Linked DNA regions of Triticum aestivum: region 1 is linked to region 2. The links are chromatin contacts, called in public HiCAR-type maps. All regions are on one chromosome and are shown on one strand. Each heading gives the region's core, a stretch centred on a gene start, on an enhancer-like site or on the middle of the called end of the contact. The rest is flanking DNA. Distances are from core to core; before and after follow the strand shown. Region 1 holds the start of LOC123155769 (rRNA N6-adenosine-methyltransferase METTL5). Region 2 holds the start of LOC123162100 (protein NRT1/ PTR FAMILY 2.3).

Region 1 (7,368 bases), core at 1,188-3,687, 360 kb before region 2:
GTTTCATCCACGCACAAAAGGTTTATTTCAAGCATGAATACTACACAGATAATATGAGAAGTTTTCAGGAAAAAGAACTTGACAAAAATATTTCAGATTTGGAAGCATCCATGCCCATTTTTGTGTTTCACCATGATAATTTTACCCATTATTGTCATTTATCATTAAACATTTTGTAATTTTTAAAAATTTGATAGGGGCAAAGGTTATTTGAACTTCTATAGCTCTGGTCGACAACATGATTTTCCATGATGCATTGTTTCTATCCGCAAAAAAAAAAATGATGCATTGTTTCTAGTTTTTCCTAAATCATATTTCCCCTCAGTTTATGTTTCCTTGTCCCATGTGGGCATGTCAGGTTAGAATTTTCTTCTCTGTGCCGGTTCGAGTTTCTATCATCATGGTTAAGAACCATTCAGTACTAAGTACTATCCCCATTCCCCACCCATCAACCTGATAAAAGCTAACCAAAAAAGATATCGCTTATATTACTCACAAAATTTAGTGCACCCTTAATAAAGGGCAGGCCCAATGACATTCAAATATCCCTCAGTGTGTCCAAACTAGTTTTTTAATCTTAATTAGATTGCAAATCTAGTGCTAAATACTATCCCCACCCATGAATCTGATATAAGCAAACCAAAAATGACATCGTGTATGTAATTTCCAAAATTTAGTGCACCCATAATGAATTGCAGACTGACCCAACGACATTCAAATCTCACTCAATGCGTTCAAATTAGTTTTTTTTGGAGCTTAATTAGTTTACTATTTCATTAAACACGGTCAAAGCAAAAGACATAACTGTAGGCATTCCATTTATTACAGAATACAAAGGAGATCAAAATAGATTTGACTCCTCGGTTCAGTTCAAACGGAAGTTGGAGAGACAAACCTTGATGTTAGGTCTCAAATGGTTGTGCCATCTTTCTCTGCATTGCTTTCCAACTCTTCCAGGCAACATTTGCGCTATCTGAGACCACTTCCTCAATCCAAACTGCTCCACTAACTTCACCAACTTCCTGTAAAAGATGCAAGGACGAGCTTAACATCGCAGATAGCAAGCAATAACACAGACATACAGCGCCGCAAACAGAGAAAATACTGAACCAAGCATGAAACAATATATCTAATTCTTACCTGTCTTCTTCCAGTGTCCATTGCCCTTTGACAACATTAGCCCTCTTGAGAGCCTTACTGGAGGCCTTCTTTCTTGGGAAAAACCTGCGGCTCATCTCATAGGTCTTGTATGATCCAAGGCCGCCTCCCATGAGTTGTGAAACCTCAAGTTTTGGTGTCAGCAGAGGCACGTGAGGTCCAGAACTATGAACGATTGATGATGAAGAGTCCCCACTGATGACAGCTTTCGTCGTCACGCCTTGTGGGTACTGGTAGTAGTCAGGATAGAAGGCCGCAAAGGGGCCGATCGATCCACCGACAGGTTCGAACGAACGATCAAGGGAGTGGAGATCATAGTGGGCACTCTGCTGCACATGGAAATCAAGCGGCATGTCATCGCAGCTCCCTGCGTGGGGCTGGAAGCAACCGAAATCCATGGAGGGGTTTCAGGAGCTGGCTACTGCTAGGGGTGGGGGTGAGGGGGAAGAGGGACCGGACGGATGCTGGTTCCTGTCTACCTGCATCTCTCGGAAGAGGAGACATTGGCATGGCGTGTCACATTATATCTTGACAAGACCGGCCTTATGGCCCTTAATGGCCACAAACTAAGGGGTTTTTATGGGTTTATTAACTTGCGTTGTTAATGGGGCATTTACTTTCATAAATCGATTACTTCATGCAAGAGAAAGAAAACTATAGTTAATTAAGCAGCATGCATTATTCAGAAAACGTGGCACACACACCACCCGTACCCATTGCAAGATGCTGGTCAAGCCGAGAAGTCATTAACATCCGCAGTAGTGCATGGCATGCGATGCTATATGCCTGTACCATCAGTCGTTTCGTTTTCCTTGTGATGTAAAAGTAAAGCACATCTGCTTGGCTGAAAAATAAATTGCGCAGAAATTGAGCTGTAAATTCATCCTGAACTGAATCTGTGATCCTTCCAAACAGTTTTCTCAGAGAGTGCAGAACCCATGTCCAAGTTCGATCGAAATAGATGTCCATGTTATAGCACCGATATTTAGCAAATGGCAAGGCTTTTGTTCTGGCTGTGGCTGTGGCATGCAATGCAAGTCTTAGTACTTATCTTTAGGGAAACCTTCCCAGACGGCGCGCCGGCCGAAGCGTTCCGCCGGTCGCACCGCTCGCTTTATCTACATGTAGGCCCACCACCGAACGACCATCTACCTTATCTCTTCAGGAACAACACCATCCACTCATTCTTTTGCTCGTGCATCTCCTCTACCGCAACCTCCTCCGCTCGCCTCTTTTCTTCCTCTCTTGTAGATGCTTGCGCCTCCCCCACCGGCGACCGGCTGTGCCGCCAGCCATGGCCACCGCGCCTCCCCCACCGTGGCTGCCCCCACCCCGCCCCCTCACGCCCCACCAGCGACCAGCGCTGCAAACCAACCCCCACCGGTGCTGCCGATGGCGGCGAGAAGTAACGGAGAGCCGCGGCGGCCGACGTTGAGGCGTTGCAACCACGGCGACAAGTGATGGAGATCCATCATTTTCTTTTCTTGGAAGCAGCCCCAATTTTTGCTGCAGACGCCCTTGATTTTTGCTGGAACCAGTGTAAGATTTTGCTACAACCATGTTCTTTTTCTATGGAACCAACTCGAAGTTTTGCTGCCATGTCATTTTCTTTTTGGTACAACCGGTTTTCAATTTTGCTACCACCATCTTCAGTTCTTGCTGGAACCAATTAATTATTTTGCTACCACCATGTTCGTTTCTTTTTTATGGAACCAACCCAAATTTTTGCAACCATGTCATTTGTTTTTGATACAACCAATGTACATTTTTGCTACAACCAACCTCGGTTTTTGTTGGAACCAATCAATTATTTTGCTACCATGTTTTTTGGGGGGAACCAGTGCATCAATTTCTTTGCTACCACCGTTTGAGTTTTTGCTACAACCAATGTTCTCAATTGCTACATCCAACACGCATCACAGTGTCATGTAATTTGTTGGAACCAGCAAACATTCTTGCTTGAAGCGGCATGATTTTTTGTTGGAACCAGTGTTTCTTTTTGCTGGAACTAGCTAATTTTTTTGCTACAATCTGCTACTGGAGTTTTTGTGCTGTTGAGAGTTTTGCTGGAACCATCATTATTTTTTGCTGGAACCGGCAAATTTTTTGCTTCAACCCAGCATTGGAGATTTTTATTGCTTTTTTTGCTAGACATGACGCTGCAAGTTGACAATGGCGGCGAGCCGGAGACGGGGACGCCAGGGATGCTCCAACCATGATGACAGCGCGCTGGAATCCTCCTGTGTTTGAGTTGCAACCATGACGAGCAGAGGCAGCCAAGGCAAGTGTCGGAGACGACCGTCAGGCAAGCGGCAGGCGAGCGCGGGTGACGGGCGTGGTGGCGCGGTGGAAAGCAAGCACGGGAAGACGAGGACTATCGCGAGCGGCCGGCGAGCACACAGATCTGGCATGCGCGCTCGCTGTCCTTTTTTTTGTGTTTCCTGTGCGTGTTTTTTTTTCTGCATGTTTGACTTTTAAAACAAAGCAATCAGACGGTGGGGAACGGATGTATCGGGCGGCTGGGGCTTGACCGGACGAACAGTTCGGCCGGTGCGCCGGCGCCTATAAGCGCCCTTATCTTTAAGCAACCAATTTGGAGTTTTGGACACTTCAGAAATGGTATCGATTAATCAGTCTTATATAATTAAACTGCAGCATCGATCGAAGATGAAGGAAGCTGCGAGCTCAAATTATCACGCGCGGAAACAAAATCGAACCCCTTTTTGTGTAGGGGAAGAAACCTAGCTAATTTGCAAGGAAAAAAAATGCTGCTTGCTCAAGCGCAAAGGCGAAGAACTGGGGCGAGGACGAGCAAGCGGCACATACCTACTACGTGCACCGTCGCCCACGGGAAGAGCCCGTCTCGCTGGCGGCGCGGACGGAGAGAGCGGGAAGCAACCGGTGGCGATGCCGACGGCGACGGCGGTCTCGAGTCCACCGGCCGCCGCACGGCACGAGCAGAAAAGGAAGGAGAGAGAGACCATCCGCCTCTCCGAGTTCCTACCCGCTCGTACTGGGCTCATTTTAGGTTGGGCTTGGTGGGCTCTTGGGCTGGTGTTGGGCCTTACAGGCGGGCCAGGCTAGAGGCCTGGTATTGCGGTCCGGCCTGCGACGGCCAGCCCTGATGGAAAAGGCCGCCCTCTGGCCGTCGGAGGCGCCACTGGCTCGCCGGCAGGAAAAGAGGCAACATCTCCAACTCCGTGACGGCGACGGCGAGGGTAGGAGGAGGAGATGAAGCTGAAGCAGCTGGAGGGCCTGCTGGGGGGCCTGACCCAGTTCTCCGACCCCAAGGTACCCTCCGCCGCCCCCGCCGTTCGATTCGCCTCCAGAACAAGCATGAACTTATCTGAGCTTGCCGCCGCCGTCGCCGGCGGCGGCCGTGGGTGCAGGTGGAGCTGGAGCAGTACGCGACGGGCCCCCACATCGCGTCGAGGATGCTCTACACGGTAGCGCCCCCGCCCCGATTGATTCCGATATATGCCTTTGTTTGCTTTATGCATGGATGCGATCCTGGTACTTGCTGTGATGCGATTGTGTCTGCAATTGGACGCCCGCGAGTGCGCGCGGCCGCGGCTCCATGCCCAAAACCGGCAAGCTACTCCGGCAGTGGGCTAGTAGGCTTGTGGCGACTTCCATGCTTTGCTATACAAGATTCTGCACATGTTGTTGCTCGCACTTTAATTCTTTTGCAGTACAAAGTTGGGAGTGTTTGATTTTTCAGCTGCTTGCAAGTTGTGCCTCAACCTTTAGATTTGTCTTGCCTGGCTACTTTTATCTGAAACAGTGCATGTTGAACCATAAGGTAGACAGATAGCTAATTAGGCCTGTTGGGCGTGCTTGGATGCTGAAATTCTAGTGATTCTGGTTGTGTGCCTCTGTTGTATCTTTCTCATGGTGAGTTGGTGAATCCGTCAGGCCGAGAACAGCTTCGACGACATAGCTGGTAAAGTGGTGGCGGATTTTGGGTGCGGCTGTGGTACCCTGGCCGTCGCGAGTGCTCTGCTGGATGCTGAGTGAGTTCGTTCAAGCTCTTAGTATTTTGGTGATCGTTTTCTTCAGTTCTTGTTCAGAGTCGTTTCTTCTGAGGTGGTATCAGCAGAGATCTCCGCTCCTTAACAGTACAATAGCGTTGTCATTTTTATAATTCCGGTGCCATAATTCGCACACCTGCTTTAAACAGTAGCTAAATGGGGAACTGAAGAGTGGTTACCTCTGCCGTGATTTGTTGATTGATTGTGCAGAATAAGGTGTACTCTAAAGGTTTAACTAGTACCATGTTTTGGGGCACACCAAGGGTTTAACTAGTAGGCAGTACATTGCTTCATGATGTTTATGTGCTGATTTACCAGTATTTGATCTTACTAGACAGTATACTACCATACCGGCTCACTGATCCACCTCCCTTAGTGCCCTGTCTATAACTTAATCACTCGTACTGAAGAGCTAAGAAGATAAAACTGTTTCTATTATTATTATACTTTAATTGATCACATATTTTTTTGTTCGAAATTTCTAGATGCTGGTCAAAATTATGTTGCGTAACAATCATTATGTGGCACTATCATTCCCATGGCATGTAACAAACTCATATACTGCACAATATTTGAAATAGTTGTCCATTATTGTCATGAACTTATAAACCGACGTGTTTGTGTACCAGTTGGGTATCTTACAATTTTTGTTGTTATTCTGTTGTTAGATATCCCTAATCTTATTCACTACGATTGTGGAATGACAGGCATGTCACTGGTATTGATATTGACCTCCAGTCCCTTGAACTTGCTCAAGAAAATGCTACTGATCTAGAGGTATGCTGTTGCTTTCATTTCCAATTGCAACAATTGCTTTTATTTGAAGCAAATAAACCTTCATATTGACTCTTTTCCCTCTATAATGAGTCAAACATCACACAGAATTTTCCGTGGGTCTTCTTGGTCTATTATCTCAAGCGCTTACTATAGTTGATCAAAGGATAACAACTTGCAAGTGCAGTTAGCTGAAAGCTGTTTTGGTCCCCATTTTCTGTTGCCTTTAGCGTTACATTATATGCTTCTTAAGAAATTCGTAGGGACAAGGTTGTGGGACTTAGCTTGTACCAAATACAGTTCTAGAGGATTCTTTTTAGTGAGGAGAATGTAATTCTGGAGTTGATCCTAAATGTAGTATCTATATGAGATAAGTGCATTACCCCTCAAAACCCTGAACTCCAATACAGGTCAGAAACACACCCCTCAACACAGAAAACAATTCACCTAAGTTATCTTGAATTCAGTACTCCATGACTATGCTAAGCGCCTAAGCTATCCTGTCACATCCTTATGTTTGCTGGTTAAGTACATGTTGGTGACATAGAGGTAGAGCTGAAAGTAGTATGTGAGAGGATTGACGCAGTAACTTGATATTTCTAGGATATACTATATTTTAACATGTGAATGACATGTTTCTTTTCATTAAATGTTTTGTTATGCAGCTGGATATCGACTTAATTCAGTGTGACATAAAGAACTTAAATTTAAAAGGTATTTTTCTTCAGTGGTAACATATTTTGTATAGGCTCATCGAAACTTCAGTGATCTATTGGTTGTCATACACTATTTTCTGTTACCATTGTGGAAGTTCTTTTCAGCATCATTCTTCTCTACTGCCCTTTTTGTATATTCAATACATAAGTAAATAATGTCTAGGACATCATTTTGTTACCAATGTATCCTAGCTGAACATCCTTTCTAAGCTGGTAGGATCACTTCCCATTATTAGTATTTCGTGTAGCTTGTGCAGGTAAAAGAAAGTAGATGATGTTTTTTTGTGAGGAAAGTAGATGAAATATAATCTTGCTACCAAAAGGAACACATGTAAAATATGGTTCTTGTGAAATGAATTACATTGGTTCTCATATACAGATGCTTTTAACATTGAAAAGCACCCATGACCTTTTGAGTTCCTTATAAGAGATACGGTGCAGGCCTTCTTGTTGATACTGTTGTCATGAATCCTCCCTTTGGGACAAAAAGAAAAGGAGCCGACATGGAATTCCTTTCTATGGGCTTGAAGGTTGTCAGAGCAACAGTTTACTGTTAATGAAAGATGTTCTAGTGTTGTAGTAAGTCTTTAATATCTGTTTATTATTCACAGGTTGCATCTCAAGCTGTCTATTCTCTACACAAGACTTCCACACGAGAAGTAAGTTTTTCTGCCGTGCAAATCTTTAGT
Region 2 (7,183 bases), core at 1,410-3,909:
AATTTGCTTGATTTCCTTCGAACGAAAAGAACAATCCAAATGCCCCCACTGCATCAATGGTTACATTCGGTCTGCAGTCTGAACTGCATGGCCAAGACAGTTGACAGGGGTGCCATCAACTTTTGTACTTCCTCCGACACTTGAACTAAAACCATCACACTTATTTTGAATTGGAGGAAGTACGTGCTATGGTGGCACACTGGCACGTCGCAACAATATAATCACAGGGTGAATTTTTCATCTCAAGGGCAAAAGGCTATCATCTCCTACTAGACAAATCTCTAACTCACCTTTTGGGGCTTCCACTCTTACATAAAGCTCTTGCTTTGACAAATCAAAATTGTGTGAGGTACCTGCTTGGTGGAGAACATATCCCAACATACCCATACGGCCGCATGCACGTCTCTGACTGGTGAGCTGCATATATCCTGCTTTCCACATTGCTGGCAAAGTTATCTGAGTGATATGTAAGCCATTACTCCAATGCTCATTGCTCAATCATTCAGTCATCCGCGCGTTCCCACCAGTACCATCCATCGTTAGTGGAGCTTATTAATTAGCAACATATGACACCACACCACACATTTGACAACGAAGTTTTTCTCTACGAGGAATTGATCGTCTACGACCAATACATGTAGTACGTACGATTATTGAGGTCGGTCCCAATACTCCACCACTCTTTACCACTGCACTGATGTGACAGTGTAACTAAAGAATTGAGGGTCGCTCCGATAGTTAGAGCATCTACAGCCGGACTTTGCAAATTCAGCTCCTCAAACACCCGCAGACGCGACTGGACGCGTCCGCGGGCAGTGACTAGTCACGTCATAAATTAGCCACTGTGCATCTGAGTCTTTCATATGTCGATCCCTAAATTCATACAAAGCATGCAAAAGAAATCCAATGTACTACATACTACATGCACAAGAAATCTTCGTCACCGGAGATGTCCACGACGACGGTGCCGGGCGCCGGCTGGAGCGGCGGGTAGGAGGGCTCCGGCTCATCCTCCTCCTACTCGACCTCATCCATGTAGACGAGCATTTCCGCCTCCTCCGCGGCCTTTTGCGCCTCCATCTGCTGCCGATGATGGCATCTGGCCTCCGCAGCCGACTCCGGGCGGAGGGAATCTAGGATGGCCTGCTGCTCCGCCTGCAGATCCGCGTCGCCATCGTCCCCCACATCCTCCTCCTCCACCTCCTCCTCCAACTCCTCCTCTGAATCCACTGCATCCGGAGGTAGCCCCACGGCGATCCAGGCTTCGCGCCTTGCCCGGATATGCTCAGGGAGCTCGAGCCGGCGCTTCGGCGTTAGAAATGGCTCGCTCCTACTAGGCGGATGGGGGGAGTGGAAAGTGGTGGCGGCGGCAGACAGGGGGAGGAAAATAGGTATGGTAGGGTTTCAGTGTCATTGGTCGGCTTAAATAGCCGGGCTAGGCACTACGCGACCCGCCGGAGTGGCGCCACGTGGCGACACCGGTCCGATGGAGGATACGAGCTTCGGACCGCCGGGTTTTTGGGCGTTTCCGCGTGGGACCCCATCGTCAGTCCGACGTGGCGGGCGTGCCCGTGCGCCTCCATATTCGTCTCATATTTGGACTGGATATGAGGGGTGCCGGTCAGCCCGGACGTTTTTGGCCCGTTTGAGGGGGCCGTCTAGGTCGAAAAATCGTGACCGGGTGGCCCGCCTGGCCGTATGAGGTGGGTTTGGGGCGCCCGGCTGTAGATGCTCTTAGGTCCTTGTATTGAAACAAACCCATTAGGCTTCAAGTGCTAGACTTGATATTGATGGTCGTTTTTTAGATTTATGTCAGACCTTCTGGCGTTGTTTGTTTAGTTGAAGAAGACGTCTCGTCGACTACAAAGACGTCTGTGACAACTTTGTCAATCTCAAGATGTTGTATCAACTCAGTATCTCGAAGATGCTCATAGGAGTAAGATGGACGTGTGTAAGGACTACGAAGTGGCTACGATGACTTCATAAAATCTTAAGATGATATGTCGGCTCAGTCTCAGGGTGAGTGTATGTGCATATATATGAGCGTTTATGTCTGTACTATGTTCAAAAATAAGAAAGAGAAGCGCTAACATGCAACATTGTACCATTGATATAGCACATGCGGCTATAAAACACTTCATCACATAAGTGTGTGTGGATTAGTAAATAACACAGAATCACATCCCAACAAAGCCCATCGAAACACCGATTATAAAAAAAGAAAAGAGTTTGTCTAGGACATATCTAGATATGCCCTAGTAGTTATTGTACATCTAAGTCACTCAATCAAGCATAAGAAGGTAAAGCAAAAAGGAAAATATCCACACGAACCTCCGCGTAAGATCAATGACTTAAGACTTACATGTGCAATACTTATGGCACAGCTAAATGTGCTTTAGCAAAACGGTGTATATATTGAAAGTCTGTATTTTCGAATTGCTCTTTTTTTTTGCGAAAAGCACATGAATGAATCTAAAGCTCATCAGATTATATACCACCATCCAATTGTTAATCTATTTGAAAAGCGGGCTCACTTGACACTGAGTCACTGACGGACTGTACGTAGACAAGTCAGACATGGAGCTTTAGCGTGCTCTCGTGCCTCTTTTTTTCCCCTCGTATCAAAAGAGATAGCTGGCCAACTCCACCGTCTACCGGTCTTTGCTAGAGATAGTGCGACAATATATACTGTATGATATAATAGCCATGCCACCTAGTTTTACGCTGCACATATGCCATGCCACCTAGTTTTACGCTGCACATACTCATGACTTACGCCTGCGCTCGTAGCTCAATCATTGCAGCAAGAGAGACCATACCCATGGAGGCCAACGGGTCGCAGCAGGAGGAGGCTGGGCACCTCAGCGTTGATCACGAGCCCCTCAAGGAACCCAGGAACAAGAAGGGGGGATGGATCACCTTCCCTTTCCTCGCAGGTTCGTGCATCCTACTCGTGTGTGCTCTAGTCTGTGGAGCATGATCACAATTAAGTCTGTGTCTGGCCGTGTGATCAATCGATGTTTGCAGTGGCCATACTAGGCCTCGGGCTGGCGACCGGCGGCGCCACGTCCAACCTGGTGGTCTACCTGATAAAGGAGTACAACGTGGCGAGCGTCGACGCGGCGCAGATCTCCAACATCATCTCCGGATCCATCAGCGTCGCCCCCGTGGCCGGCGCCATTGTCGCCGACGCCTTCTTCGGCTGCTTCCCCATCGTCGCGGTCGCCATGGTCATGGCCGTCCTCGTAAGTTTATGATCTGCGCGCGCGTGCACATGTATGTTCATTACCAAAGCTTCTGCTCCACTGACCACTCCATGTCGCGCGTGCAGTCCTTGGTCATGTTCACGCTGACGGCGAGTCTTCCCGGACTCCGGCCGGCGGCATGCCAGCTCGGCGCCGGCCCGTGCGAGCAGGCGTCGACGGGGCAGATGGCGGCCCTGTACGCGGCCGTGTTCCTGCTCTGCCTGAGCGCGGCGGGGGCGCGGTTCAACCAGGCGACCATGGGCGCCAACCAGTTCGAGGCCGCCGCCGACCGCGACGTCTTCTTCAACTGGTACTTCATCTTCTTCTACGCGTCCACCGTGCTCGGCGCTACGGTCATCGTCTACCTCCAGGACACGGTGTCGTGGACGCTCGGCTTCGGCGTCTCGTGCGCCGCCAGCGTCGTCGGCCTCACGGCGCTGCTCCTCGGCGCGCGGTACTACCGGCAGCCCCCCGCTCAGGGCAGCCCGTTCACGGGGCTCGCCAGGGTGGTCGTCGCCGCGGCGAGGAAGAGGAAGGTCAGTGTCGTGGCGTCGGAGGAGTTGAAGTTTTACTACGGGCTATGTAGGGGCGACGAAGACGTCAAGACTGGCGGCGACGGTGTCGTTACCCCGAGCGACAGCTTTAGGTAAGAAAAGATTTCGTATGCATTTGTTTATGGGTGTGGTTAGGTCTCAATCCACTGAGATTTAATCAAGTCTTCGTTTTAGGATTTAATCAAGTCTTGGTCAAGAGACGTAACATGCAATAGAGGAAAAAAAACTGATTTTTTTTTTGCACGGATCTCGGTATAAGATCTCACCGTTATAGTATCGACTGAGATTTAATGAAGTTTGAGTCGACTGGGACTTAGCAAGACTCTTTGTTTATATCACCTCCGTTTCCAAAATAGTTGAAGTTCTAGACTTGTTCTAGGTCAAACTTCATTATGTTTGACCAAGTCTATATAAAAATATATCAATACTAGCAATGTGCACGTGCGTTTCAACGGATCCAAAATAGAATAATATATATTCACAAATTTGAAAGAAACAATCTATTTTTAGTATACATATACCATTAAAAATATATCATATTTCACTCAAAATATATTCCTTGGGTTATTTTGATGAGGTATATGGTTGGTTTTGATGAGGAATATGGTTAGTTTTAAGATATTAAGGGGTTTCCTTTAAATTGGGGCAAAGAAGTGGGATATTGTTGCAAAAATGCCATGACTTGCCTCATAGTCGTTAGATGTAGATCTGATGGTCAGAAATAACGGACGGCAGACACACCATCATCACCAACTGAATCTTTTATAAGAGTAGAAATCTATAAAATAAAATTTACTTCAATAGATTCATTATGAAATATATTTTTGTATTATATATATTTGACATTGTAGGTCCTTGCGGATTTTTTTTACGGTCTTATTCAAATTTACAAAGGTTTCGCTTAGAAAAATCTTAAAACTTTAATTATTCCGAAACGGGGGAGTGCTAGTTTGGTTCCACATGCATAAACGAACTTTATAAATGCTTAAGCTTAAACCCTTTAAAATGGCAGGGAATGTGGAAGTAAATAATGATTTATTTATTTTAAGTTGATTTTCTTTTGTTAGGAAGTGCTTTTGTAGTATACCCATGGTTTTGAATTTTGGTTTCACTAATATTTCAGCAACAACAAAATCATTTAACTTTCAGTTATTTCTAGATCAAAGTCCAAAATATTCACATAAATTTAATTGACTCCAACCAATTATTCTGAGTCTTAAAAAATCATAATAATTTATTTATGGGTGTGTCTAGGTCACATGTAGATGAGAAATAACTATGTCTCATCTAACTTCTTCACCATTCGATTTTACGCGAGATTCGTTGGGATTTTTTCTTTTGTTTTTTGTTTGGTTAATCGAGTATTGTAGGAGTTAGATGAGACTTTATTAATTCTCATCTAGTTGAGAATCAGCAAATCCATTTATTTATGTGTAGTACAACCATAATGGCTAAAATATTTTGATTGAAACACAATTATCACAGAAACCGCGTACTACAGAACACCGAATTATCTTCACTCCAAAACGCTTTGGTTTGTAGTACTACGTGAACTAGGTAGCTACCACGTCGACACATATCAATTAATGTTTGTTGAAATAGTTAGGTTCCTTTCTGTCTGGTCATATAACATTGTGCTAAAAATCAATTAGGTTCCTTGGTATAAATACCCTTGTACTACAAGAAAACAACATACGGAAGTATACAGGGCAACGCAAAAAAGTGCTTTTAGCACAGGACCATACTGATCTTGACATGTTTTCATTTTCGTTTTTCCATCGCAACATACTTGTGTGTGTGCGCGCCCAACTTTGTACCAAACCATTGGGCTTTATGCTAAAGCTGGATCATATGGATAGAAAATCCATGCTCTTCCTTTGGTCTCACCCAGGCAAAATACTCAGTAGATCTGCGACAACAAACAGGTAATTGTGCAAAGCGGTGAGCACTATTATTCACTTTTTATATTAGACTATTAGCTTCTCTTCCTTTCTTTTGTGCTCATTGAGAATGGAGATATTCTTTCGCTGCAATTTGCATGTTTGTAGTTTATTTCCATTTGTACCCACTCACCTTAGGGCTTTTGAAAACGAGACATTACAATCTATATGATATTCTAGTTTGAATTGCACATGCATTAAGTATATACATTTTGTGTTTTGAGCATAATTAAATTTCGTTCCATAGTTAATAAAGATAGTACTTGGTCACTGTTGGGTATGCAGGAGTATGTGGCAAGGGTTGTTTTCCTGTCCATGGCAACTTAACTCCCACCTCCACACTATAATCAGTATTATCGGTGATTATTAAAGCAATGACATGGACATATTACCTCACGGTTGTGCTACACAAAATATAGTGCTTTCCTAGTTTGTTTTGTGTGTGTGTGTGTGTGTGTGTGTGTGTGGAGACTGAAGGAAAATATTGGCTTTACAATTAGATAAACTTTTAGCATGCTTATCATGGATATCGAAATTGGTGAACACATTGAAATGGTAAGTATAAATTTGTCCCCATATTAACATTATAATTTTACTAGATTTTGTCGGTTTATAACAGTGTACATCAATGGTTGAGTTGAGTTTCGAATACGTCCATGTCCAAAACGACTCCTTTTTTTCCGCAAAAAAAAACTCCTTTTTGGATATTTATTCTACTTCTTTTTCAGTATTTAAACCACCGGTGGCAATGCCACCTACCAGCTTTGATTATCCAACTTTTTGGTAAAATTAACATATACTCCCTCCGCCCCAACGGAGAGAGTAGTAAGGGTCAACTATTCAAGTATATTAGACTAGTTTGCATGTTGGAAAAAACTATTACTAGCTACTATGTAGGTGTTTGTATTTTGCGACATAATATATAGGTATATAGTTAAGGACATATTAACACATGTTTTTTTTGGGGGAGGAAAGGCCTGAGGTCACATATTAAGTTCCGCATGTCCTTACAAACACACATATACAGAAAAATAAAATTACATTCAAGTCTGTGGGGTGTCGAAGACTTGTTCCTCCTACATCCATAGACGGAGTGTCATGAACATAGCTCTATGTCACATCTGGTCCTCCGCCTCAGCGTAGCAAACTTTTTTTAATCCATAATTTTATACAAGCAATATGTTAGTGTCTTGAAATTTTAGCTGGGAAAATTAGTCTCATCCATAAAGTTAAGTATGACGCAAAATATATTGTTTAGTTGGCTGAGCAAATTAGTCTCGACATGGCTAACGACAAATGGTACTATGGTAGCGATTAATTTGTGCAAAACACAAGAGAGAATCATATTAAGATGGGTGGAACGACAAATTGTAACGAACACAAATGGCACTCCTGTAAACATCACTACTGCCTGATATATATGAGAAGTGATCGACGACAATGA

The links. HiCAR-type assays count read pairs that join an accessible place to other places.
Region 1: a contact with region 2 is called in a HiCAR-type map of leaf, with 7 times the contacts expected there. The contact joins the promoter of LOC123155769 here to the promoter of LOC123162100 in region 2. A contact is called at or near these places in 2 of 5 Hi-C or Micro-C datasets (leaf and root) and 1 of 1 datasets of contacts at active chromatin or transcription factors (leaf).

What each region holds. Positions count from the first base shown.
Region 1 is chr7B:19,706,638-19,714,005 of IWGSC CS RefSeq v2.1, reverse strand. LOC123155769 (rRNA N6-adenosine-methyltransferase METTL5) reads left to right here and starts at 2,437. Exons shown (of 10, transcript XM_044573901.1): 1 at 2,437-2,697; 2 at 3,310-4,449; 3 at 4,548-4,604; 4 at 5,074-5,171; 5 at 5,897-5,966; 6 at 6,629-6,677; 7 at 7,121-7,209; 8 at 7,291-7,338. The coding sequence starts at 4,390. It overlaps LOC123155766 (transcription factor MYB3R-4-like), which reads right to left and starts at 2,284. Exons shown (of 3, transcript XM_044573898.1): 1 at 1,141-2,284; 2 at 896-1,022. The coding sequence starts at 1,556.
Region 2 is chr7B:19,344,377-19,351,559 of IWGSC CS RefSeq v2.1, reverse strand. LOC123162100 (protein NRT1/ PTR FAMILY 2.3) reads left to right here and starts at 2,659. Exons shown (of 4, transcript XM_044579902.1): 1 at 2,659-2,936; 2 at 3,040-3,245; 3 at 3,332-3,891. The coding sequence starts at 2,738.